Linked DNA regions of Sus scrofa: region 1 is linked to region 2. Evidence: chromatin contacts called from public HiChIP or PLAC-seq data. All regions are on one chromosome and are shown on one strand. The core of a region is the stretch at or near the end of the contact, and the rest is flanking DNA. Distances in the headings are between cores, read along the strand shown.

Evidence for each region. HiChIP or PLAC-seq counts read pairs in DNA pulled down with a chosen protein or histone mark.
Region 1: a contact with region 2 is called in an H3K27ac HiChIP or PLAC-seq map of alveolar macrophages. The contact joins two enhancer-like sites. A contact is called at or near these places in 1 of 5 promoter capture datasets (liver) and 1 of 2 datasets of contacts at active chromatin or transcription factors (alveolar macrophages).

The regions. Positions count from the first base shown.
Region 1 is chr10:64,890,366-64,895,712 of Sscrofa11.1, reverse strand. RBM17 (splicing factor 45) reads left to right here. Exons shown (of 12, transcript XM_003130822.6): 4 at 110-276; 5 at 1,391-1,488; 6 at 2,085-2,141; 7 at 3,054-3,195; 8 at 4,977-5,128. Among named protein-coding and RNA genes, the nearest start is that of RBM17, 16 kb to the left of the region's middle. Within about 2 kb of position 2,507, at least 7 of the 83 cell types and tissues checked have an H3K27ac peak or open chromatin away from gene starts, as enhancers often do. A contact at or near this core is called in alveolar macrophages, where this site is marked.
Region 2 is chr10:64,625,585-64,630,876 of Sscrofa11.1, reverse strand. No RefSeq gene overlaps it. Among named protein-coding and RNA genes, the nearest start is that of PRKCQ, 190 kb to the right of the region's middle. Within about 2 kb of position 2,031, at least 21 of the 83 cell types and tissues checked have an H3K27ac peak or open chromatin away from gene starts, as enhancers often do. A contact at or near this core is called in alveolar macrophages, where this site is marked.

The sequences.
Region 1 (5,347 bases), core at 1,258-3,757, 260 kb before region 2:
CAGACAGGCTCCTCAGGGCCCCTCGGACCCTCCCGTTCCTCGACCGGAATCTTTGAGTAAGATTCCAGGACGGAGGCCGGTGCTCACTCTGGCCTTTTCCCTTCCTCAGGACCCTGTTCCCAGTGGCTTTTCCGCAGGAGAAGTTCTGATCCCCTTGGCCGACGAGTATGACCCCATGTTTCCTAACGATTACGAGAAGGTGGTGAAGCGGCAGCGAGAGGAGCGGCAGCGACAGCGGGAGCTGGAGAGACAGAAGGAGATAGAAGAGAGAGAGAAGTAAGGCTCCGTGTGGACGTGGGTGTTCTTTGTTCGAAATACCGTGACCCATCTGAGCAGGCAGCGGGAGGGCGGGGGCTGGCTGTGTACATCCCGGCGTGAAGACAGAATCGGAGCCACTTTCAGGCACAGATGCAGGATCATTTGGGTGTGTTCTTAAAACAGTAACTTAGGGAGTTCCCGTCGTGGCGCAGTGGTTAACAAATCCGACTAGGAACCATGAGGTCGCGGGTTCGATCCCTGCCCTTGCTCAGGGGGTTTAAAGCTCTGGTGTTGCCGTGAGCTGTGTTGTAGGTCACAGATGAGGCTCGGATCCCGCATTGCTGTGGCTCTGGCGTAGGCCGGTGGCTACAGCTCCAATTCGACCCCTAGCCTGGGAACCTCCATATGCCGTGGGAGCAGCCCCAAAGAAATAGCAAAAAGACAAAAAAACAAACTAACTTAGAAACTCGCTGTTGAATAATAGTTTTTTGCTTATGCTGTGAGTCTGCTAGAATCCTAACTCTTTAAAATACTAAAAATGTTACTCTTTTACTGATTTTTCTTAACTGTTAGCTCTCTTGGTATGCTTTAAAAGTGAGAGAGGGAAATATCAAAGAAATTTTTTTCTTTTCTCTCTCTCTCTCTTTTTTGTCTTTTTAGGGCATATGGAGGTTCCCAGGCTAGGGGTCCAGTTGTAGTGGTAGCAGCCCTGGCCTACACCACTGCCACAGCAACGCGGGATCCAAACCTCATCTGTGACCTACACCACAGCTCACGGCAACACCGGATCCTTAGCCCACTGATCCTTAACCCAGGGATCGAACCTGCATCCTCATGGATGCCAGTCGGGTTCGTTGAGTGCTGAGCCACACTGGGAACTCCAAGGAAATGTTTTTCCTGCTGCTGTGCTTGTACTTATCAGATTTGCTCCATCTATCTTCTGGATTGTTCTCCTCATACTTTTGCTACTTTGGTCTTCAGCCAGCTCTTGGCACGTGCGCATGCACACGCACACGCACACACACACACACCCCAACCCTTTAGTGTGGGGGGTACGGTCTCGTGACTTCCTTGGGTTTGTGTCTCTAAATTGGCTCCTCTGTGATGAGTGTTGCTTCCTTTGTTGTCACAGGAGGCGTAAGGACAGACATGAGGCCAGTGGCTTTTCACGGCGGCCGGATCCAGATTCGGACGAAGATGAAGACTACGAGCGAGAGAGGAGGAAGCGAAGTAGGATGGGAGCGCGCGGCCGGGGCGCTTTAGCTGCGGGCTCTCCCTCTGGCCTTTCACGTTCGGTTCGATAAGTCGTTGAGTTGGCGCTGACTTGGGGGATCTTCTGCGGATCCCCGCAACCCATGTGAGCGTCGGAGCTCTAACACCCGCCGTGTCTGAGCCACGTCCTTGGTGCCACGGGGTCGCTGGGCCCCGACCCTTCTCGAGCGTGCCCTGTCCAACGCTGGGATTTCCTGGGTTTAGTCGCCCACTGGTTGACGGCGATTTGCTTGAGAATTTCAGATCTGCGCTCTGGGCCGCCCAGCATGGTTCTCAGCACGATTTAGGTTGTGTCCTTTACCCCACACGGCCCGGGGGCGGCTCCACGATTCCTTCTCGCCTGGAAAGGGGAAGCAGTGAGGCCTGCTTCACCAAGTTTAATCCTGGATTCCAGTTCTGAGTCCCTGGGCTTTGGTGAGAGGGGCGGAGCCACGTCCCTCCATCCTTCCTCCTCGGGGGGAGGTGTGACGCAGCAGGCAGCAATGTCACATCCTTGAGACTCTGACTCTGAAGCGCTCTCCCGCCTTTGATCAGCGGAATTTATGTTTTTGCAGGTATGGGCGGCGCTGCCATCGCCCCCCCCACGTCTCTTGTGGAGAAGGACAAAGAGCGTACGTACCTCTCTCTCCCCTCCTTCTGTCCAGACGCGCATCTGCAACCCGCGCATCTGCAGCCCAGTCGGGGGACGTCCTGGCCGCGGCCAGCTGGGCTTCCCGAGGGCAGGGCAGTGGCCGGAACCGTCCCGCTCCAGCCCTCGGCCTGGTCCTCCCTTCCACCCCTTCTGCCTTCGCCAGTTTATGTGCCAGTCTCTGAGGCGTGGGTTCTTCTACAGGGGGATGCCTTTTTGGTTTGTTTCTAAAAACAACTTGTTTTGTTTTCTCCGATATTTCACATTCGGGGTTAGGTTAAAACAGCTCAGTTTAGAATTTTTGTGCCCAGTAATTTACAGGCTGTTAAGCACGTGACCCTCCACAAGGTGGCAGCACTTTCCTGGGTCGGATGTTTTGGTGCCCGGGTTGTGTGCGTTCACTCAGGTCGCCCAAACCGCCTTCTCCCGGTTCTCCCTCTAGAATTCGGGGTTGGAATTGGCCCTGACAGATCATCTGGGCTGGACCCCACGCAGACCTCCCTAGAAAACATCCTCCCTGGTGCTTTCCACCACTGTGGCCCTGTGCGCGTCACGTCTGTTTATAAAGAAGGGAGGTCGGGGAATGTCAGGTGCCTTTTGTGTGGAAACACCCGACGACCATAAAGCCAGCCCAGCTGAAACCTGTCTCAGAGTGCGGCCCCCACATCCGGGTCTCTGGGAAGCTGCCTGTTGAGTCTGCCACCCCCACCTCGGAGACCGTTCGTGCTGCCAGGCTCACGTGGGTGTGAGACTCGCGAGACTGTAGGACAGGTGCACAGGATGTCGTGGGAGCCGCAGGGGTTGATGGCGTCTGCTGGAGCCTGCAGAAGACTCAAGTGCAGCTCAGAACTGTTTTGTAGCGTGTTGATAAACTGGCTTTGTTTTCCTCCAGCAGTGCCCCGAGACTTCCCGTACGAAGAGGACTCCAGACCCCGTTCACAGTCTTCCAAAGCTGCTATCCCTCCCCCGGTGTACGAGGAACAGGACAGACCCAGATCCCCGACCGGCCCGGGCAACTCCTTCCTCGCCAACATGGGGTAACCGTGCAGCTGCAGGGAGGCCTTGGCCCTTTGGGTAGATGAGTGAGTCTGGAGGTGAGGGTGTCCGGGGTGGGGGGCGTGGGGTGTGCGTCACACCGCCTCCCCCAGGAGGAGCAGTGCTCCCGGCACAGGCGGGTGTCCGGCAGGACACGCCTCTGTTCTGTGCGAAACGCGAGGCCTTCTCATGGGAGTTTGAGTGATTTAGACGCTGGACACTGTGTTCTCCAGGTAGGAGCCATTTCCGGTCACTGCTGATACTGAGTTTTGTAACATGAATGAGCAAATAAAGTAGCTCCTGAGAATTAGAGTTAACTTACGCTGTGTCCACAGGGTGGATGAGATCTGTTTTTTTCTTTTCCTTGATAAAATGACCTTTACTTTAAAATCATGGTTCCGAACCTTTGGTCTAAAAGCTCTTAGTCATTCTAATGATAATTAGAAATTTGTTTGCCAGCATATGAAAATAGTTTTAATGTTTATTTTCAGGTGGGGCTTTGGGATTTTTTTTTTTAAGCCTCACTGGATTTGGCATGCATTTTGGTTCAGAGGGTGTTTTATGTTTAGTCTGTTTCTCTCGTGCTGTGCGGGGCTATGAAATGAAGCAGTGTTGCATTGCACTGAGGCCTTTGTCCTGTGTTCTCTGGAAGGACACTGCCTATGGCACAAGTGCTGGACTGTTGTCGTCACACGCTGTGTGCGTGGGCACGGTGCTTAGTGCCCTCGTCCACGGGCCAGTCAGAATTGCAGAGATGCCTGGGGTTTGCACCCTGCCAGAGGATTTGAGTCTCTCTCTCTCTCTCTCTTTTTTTTTTTTTTTTTTTAAGGGCCGCACCCGCGGTTTATGGAGGGTCCCAGGTTAGGGGTCAAATGGGAGCTACAGCTGCTGGCCTACGCCACAGCCACAACAATGCTGGATCCTTAACTGGCTGAGCAAGGCTAGGGATTGAACCCGCGTCCTCATGGATGCTGGTCAGATTCATTTCCGCCGAGCCACGATGAGAACTCCTAGACGTGGTAGATCTTCATCCGTAAGGAAGGTGCAGTGTAGGACAGTCCAGCAGTTTTCGGTCTTTCCAGCCCTAGGACAGCTTGTTCAGATGAAATGTTTGAGGAAATTACATACGTGAAATGCTGTAGGTACAGTGGCGGGTTGAAGCAGGGCTCTGTGCTTCAAGCCCTCAGGAGTAGTGGTCTCTGGGGGCACCCGTGAGACCCCTGAGGCCCCTCGCGGTGCAGGGGGAAAAGACTGGACAGGGCAGTGGACGGGAGTTCAGAGTGGCGGGCCCCTGTCGGTTTCCCCGTGGACGTTGTCGGGGGTCTTGCTGGGCTCATCGCCCCTTGGGTCCCGGTTTCTTTACTTCCATGTATTTAAATAGATGGTCGCTAGTGTCTTCTCACTGATGAAGTCGGTTGTTTGGAAAGTTGCAGTCATCTTCGCTCTCTGAACCATACGTAATTTTTGATGGGCTCCCTTTTAAACGACCTGGTCAGGAGCCCCGTAGCTGGGCCGAGTGGGGCACCAGGACGTCCAGTGTCCTCTCACAGGCCTTGGGATCTCCCTGGGGACCAGCGTTTCCCTCACCTCGGAGGCGGGGCGCCCCATTTCAGTGTCGGCGGCTTCGCTTTGTCCTGAACCTCCCACGGCTTCCCGGCTAATGGCTCCTTGAGAATGACATGTGACCTCATCGAAACCCTCGTGGGATGCATGCTCTCTCTTTCCTCAAGGGGGTGCTTGTGATGTAAGCCGAGATGCCAGGTCTCTCTCTCTGTCCTCGCAGTGGCACCGTAGCACATAAAATCATGCAGAAGTACGGCTTCCGGGAAGGCCAGGGCCTCGGGAAGCACGAGCAGGGGCTGAGCACGGCGCTGTCGGTGGAGAAGACCAGCAAGCGGGGAGGCAAGATCATCGTGGGCGACGCCACCGAGAAAGGTGCGCCCCCTGCAGGCCCGGCCGGCCGGTCTGCACCAGAGTCCCTGGCCCTGACGCGTCCCTGCTCTGCCTGGGCCCCGGGGAAGCCTGAGGCACGCTTCACAAACAGTTGAGGACAGGTGGTGAGATGGAAAAGGAGGACGTCTGTGCACGTGAGCAGGCCCCCAGACGACCACGTCATGCCCGCTCCCGCCAGGCAGAGCCGCGTTCCGTTGCTAG
Region 2 (5,292 bases), core at 782-3,281:
GACAGGGCCTAAAGTACGAAGAAGGTCTGCCACGGTAGTGCAGAAAAAAAGGCCTTGGCCTAATAATCAAGGTTTCCAGCCTTGTCTGTTGGTGCTTAAAGCAAGATCGTAAAGCAAGTAACTTTTCCACATCACAGAATGAAGCTCTAAAATATTTCTAAGAGTACAAAAATCACAAAGAAAAATTTTCAATCCTGCACCCAGTAATAAAACTACCAGGCAGACAAAGAAACAGGAAAATATACCCTCTAAAGAGAAGGGAAAAAAATCAATTAATCAAAACTGATCCAGAAAGGGCATAGATGGCAGAATTAATAGCCAAGGATATTAAATATATTATTAAGTTGCATTCTATGAATTTAACAGGCTGGAAGAAATATTGAACATATTCAGTGTAAACATGGAAAATTTTTCAAAGAAAGCAAATTAAACTTCTAGAGGTGAAGATGACAACATCTGAGATAAACAATACACTGATGGGGTTAAGTGCAGAAGGAAAGCTTTGTAAACCTGAGGATGTAGAAATAGAAACCACCCAAGGAGTTCCCTGGTGGCTCAGTGGGTTAAGGATCTGGTATTGTCCCTGCTGTGGCTCGGGTTCCATCGCTGGCCTGGGAACTTCCACATGACACAAACAAGGCCAACAAACCAACCAACATCCAAGATAAAATCCTGAAAGAAAGATGAGAAAAAAAGTAATAGGACATCAATGGGCTATGGAATAAGTAAATGTCCAAATATATTTACACTTGGAATTCCCAAAGGAAAGAAGGAGATGGAGAAAATATTTAAAGGAATAATGACCCCAATTCCCCAAATATGATGAAAACTTTGATTCACAGATCCAATAAGCTCAAGGAATCCCATGCCCAAGAAAAAAATAACACAAGATGTATCATAATCAAATTTCTTAGAAACGGCAATAAACATCTTTTTTTTTTTTGTCTTTTGTCTTTTTAGGGCTGCACCATGGCCTATGGAGGTTCCCAGGCTAGGGGTCTAATTGGAGCTGCAGCTGCCCGCTTACACCACAGCCACAGCAGCTCGGGATCCGAGCCATGTCTACGACCTACACCACAGCTCATGGCAACGCTGGATCCTTAGCCCACTGAGCGAGGCAGGGGATTGAACCCGCAACCTCATAGTTCCTGGTCGGATTTGTTTCCACTGTGCCATGACGGGAACTCTGAGAAAATCTTAAACACAGGAAAATCCATGCATATACACATACTCAAACTTTGTAGGATAATTTCAGCTCATTCACTTACCTCAGGGTATCAACTCCCAAATTTAGACCAGGAAGGTAAAGTCATGAGGTCAAGGTCACGGTGAGGGAAAGGTAGCATCATACTGTAAGCCTTTGGTTTATGGTTTATGGTTACTGCTGTCCCTAAAATTCCCTTTGTGCTGAGACCCAGGGACCGTATGTTTCCATGCGTTACTCTGGGATTGGTGGGGTCACAGAATGTTTTATTTTTCTCTTTTTTGGGCCACAGGTGCGGCATAGGGAAGTTCCCAGGCTAGGGGTCAAATTGGAGCTGTGGCTGCCGGCCTACACCACAACCACAGCCACAGCCATGCAGGATCTGAGCCGCATCTGTGACCAACACCACAGCTCACAGCAATGACAGATCCTTAACCCACTGAGCGAGGCCAGGGATCAAACCTGCATTCTCATGGAGCTTAGTTGAGTTTGTTACCCCCGAGCCGCGATGGGCACTCCCTGGGCTTGCAGTGTGGATGGAGTTCCCTTGTTGGCAATTGTTGAATGTTTTTCTCTTTTGAAAAAGGCTCGGGCCAGTTCCTGGTCTACCTGGAAAACGTGCCTTCTGGGGGAGTTCACCACGATGAAGCAGCCTGGATTCTTGAAATAGTTGACCAGGTGCATCATGAGTGCAAAATGCAGAAGCTTCTTATTCTCATGCCACGCTGGGGTTCTGCCGTTTTAGGACCAAACCCAGCGAGTAGCATCAGCTTTCCTCTTGATGCAGCCCCTGCCACGAACACCAGCCTTGTCATTTCTTCTTGGAGGAAATGCAGTTTGTGGACACTAGAGGTCTCCACCTTGCCATGCGACAAAGGACCCATCAGAGGAAAACCCTAAAAGCACAATTTCCATGGCAACATCCGTGGGTATCTTGTCTCCAGGGGGTTGGAGGGAGGGCAGCCCGGGTGACCGTGGGGGCAGTTTAAAATGGGTGGTTTCTCATTTCTCTGGGGTCGATGTTATCTGTTGATGTTTTGAAATACTGACTGAAATCTGAGTAGGCTTCGCTGGACTTAGATTTTCCGTTTGTTTTTCAAATGTGTATCTTCGGTGGGGCACCCAGAGCTTCTAAAAGCCTGCAGCACTGGAAAAAACAAACAAACAAACAAGAGAACACATGTGGTCATTACTACGGGCACTGGCAGAAAAATTATCTTCCCCTTTGGATTTTAAACGGACTCCCCTCCCCTTACCGATAGCGACATCCCTGTTTTTAAATTAACTGCATGCTGCTGTGAATTTAGAGAATTTATTAAAAATGAAGTCTGGGTTTATTTAAAAGAAGGGGAAAGAGGCAGAATCAGACTCTGAGGATGAAAAATATTTAGATGGTAAAATTGGACATTTGTCTCTTGCTTGAGGATGCTTCAGCCTGAGAGCTGAGAGGCTTAGAAGGCTGCCCGGGGTAAACCCCCGTCGCTGCCTCCTCTCAGAGGTCGGTCTGGGCCCCAGACTGACTTCCTCACGGAGACAGGAAGCGAGCTAAGCCTGGTTCCTTCTTTGCTGCCAGCCTTTTTCTGTCTTCTCTCCCCAGCCCCGCGGGCCCCTAAGTCAGGGGAAGGGAAACTGCCTGCGCCCCCTTACAGGGAGTTTTCAGACGCTCACCCACGCCTGGCACTCAGTTCAGGAGCTGTCAGTACCCCCCTCCATCCAAACTCTGAGGAATCCTCACAAAATCGTAGCGGTTAGAGGGAGACCTGGTGACTGATTCCCTTATAACTGGAGTCTGATGTTTGAAAGCCCTCTGAGGCCTCTGACAACGTTCTCATACATCCTGAGCTTGATTAGTCCCTGGTCCAGGGAACTTCCTACCTCCCAAGGAGCCTGCTTCTTTCTTCTTCTCTTCCTTTCTTCTTTTTCTTTCCTTTTCTTTCTCTCTCTTTTCCTTCCTTCCTTCCTTCCTTCCTTCTTTCTTTCTTTCTCTTTCTTTCTTTCTTTCTTTCTTTCTTTCTTTCCTTTTCTCTGTCATCTATTATCTATGTATCTTTCATCCATCTATTATCTGTCTTTCACCTATCATCTCTTTCTCTCTCCCTCTGTGTGTGTGTGTGTGTGTGTTGGCTGTGTGTATTCAGCGTAATAGGTGCACATAATTTGCAGACTCTAGCTGTTTCTCCTTATGCATCTCGAGTAGATTTGTATGCTGCTCCTTCTTGATTTTAAAAATTTGAGATTATTTTTTGGCTCAAAGATGAGGATGTATTTCACCGACTCCACCATACATGTACCCTTTGCTGCTCGCCACCTGTTCCACTTAGGCTGTAGCTTTCATTTTGATTCATTTTAAATTCGCGTAATTATTGGCAGGGGACTGTTAGTCCCAGTGGGTCTGTGTAATGTATTATGATTACCTTTGCATTTTTGAACATGTTTTTATTTTACCTAGAATTGGTAACCACCTCATTTATTAAAAGCTTGGTTTTCTGTGTCTCTGTCCCTAATTTACCCACAGATGTCAGAACCGTGATCTCTTTTTAATGCACTTAAACTCAGCAGCTACTCCATTTGTGTGTTTGGTTCTTTTCCTTCTTGTAGCCCTCTGTCATCCTGCTGTGGTGTAAGTGGGTTGCTCTCTGGCTCTGTGTTATAGCAGAGCTGTGGTTTAAGCAGGTTGCTGTCAGGGCCTGTGTTATCGCATGGCTGTGTCTCTCTGGGCCTGTATTACAGCAGAGCTGTGGTCTGTGCTGGTTGCTCTCTGGGCCTGTGTTATAACAGAGCTGTGGTCTAAGCTATATTATAGCAGAGCTGTGTCTATAGTGGTCGCTCTGGGCCTGTGTCACAGCAGAGCTGTGTCTCAAGTTCTTTCATAGTGAGTCTGGGGATTCCTCTTCCTTCACGTCCTGTTCTGCTGGGTCCTCTGTTTCCCACTTCCTCTCTCTTTGTCTTCCTTGCTCAAGTTCCCTCCCCTGGCATATGACCCCTCCCCGCCCCCAAGCTCCTACATGCCTTTTTTTTTTTTTTTTTTTTTTTGTAAAATATATCTTCTTGATAAAGGGTGCATGGGAGAGACTTTTTTTGGAGAACTAAATTGTTGGAAAGTGTTTTTATTCTGACCTAATGCCTGAGTGATAGCGGGGTTCGTTATGGAATTTACCGTTCACACTTGCTTTCTCTTTTTTCATGTTTTAAATTTGATTGAAGAAGAGTTGATTTACGAGTTAGGATCATTTCTGCTGGACCGCAAAGGGAGTCACTTACTCAGAGATACGCATCCATGCTTTTTTGGATTCTTTTCCCACGCAGGTTACAGCGGAGGGTTGGGCAGAGGTCCCTGCGCTGTGCAGCAGGTCCCGGTTGGCCAGTCATTCCATGTAGCCCGGGGTGCATGTGCCAGTCCCAAATCTGTTTTCTCTCAGTTTGAAGGCATTATTCCATTGGCTTGGAGCTTTCCGTGTGACAGTGGATAATGACATATCATTGCAGGTGGCGTCTTTATGGAAGGTTTTTGGGTCCGCTTTCTCTGTCTCTCTCTCGCTTTCAAGTCAGCAGTGTTCTGAAACTTCTTTATTTTGTGCTTGGCTGCGGATGTCTTTTTTTCATTCATTTTTACTGTGTGTCAAAATAGTCTGTTCAACCTGACAGCATGTTTCGGTTCTGAGTCGTGTTCTGGCACGAGTTCTTTCAGAGCTTCCTCCCCTCTGTCTCTTTGTTGCTCCTTTGGTTGCACCTGTATTTGGACACTGAACCTCAGGACTGAAATTTGATGTGTTTGCTGACATTTTCAAAGCTGTCCTTCTGATCTATTTTCTGGGAGATTTAACTCTTTTTCAACCTATTATGTTAACTTTTTTTAAAACTGTAATTTTATTTTTTTTACTGAAATACAATGTTGTGTTAGTTTCAGGTGTACAGCGAAGTAACTCAGATACCCATATACGTGTGTATATATATATATATATATATATTCAGATGTCTTTCTCTTAAGGGTTAATATATTGAATATAGTTCCCTGTGCTATCCAGTGGGTCCTTTTTGTTTATGTACATTATATATAGTAGTTTGTACCTGCTAATCCCAAATTTCTC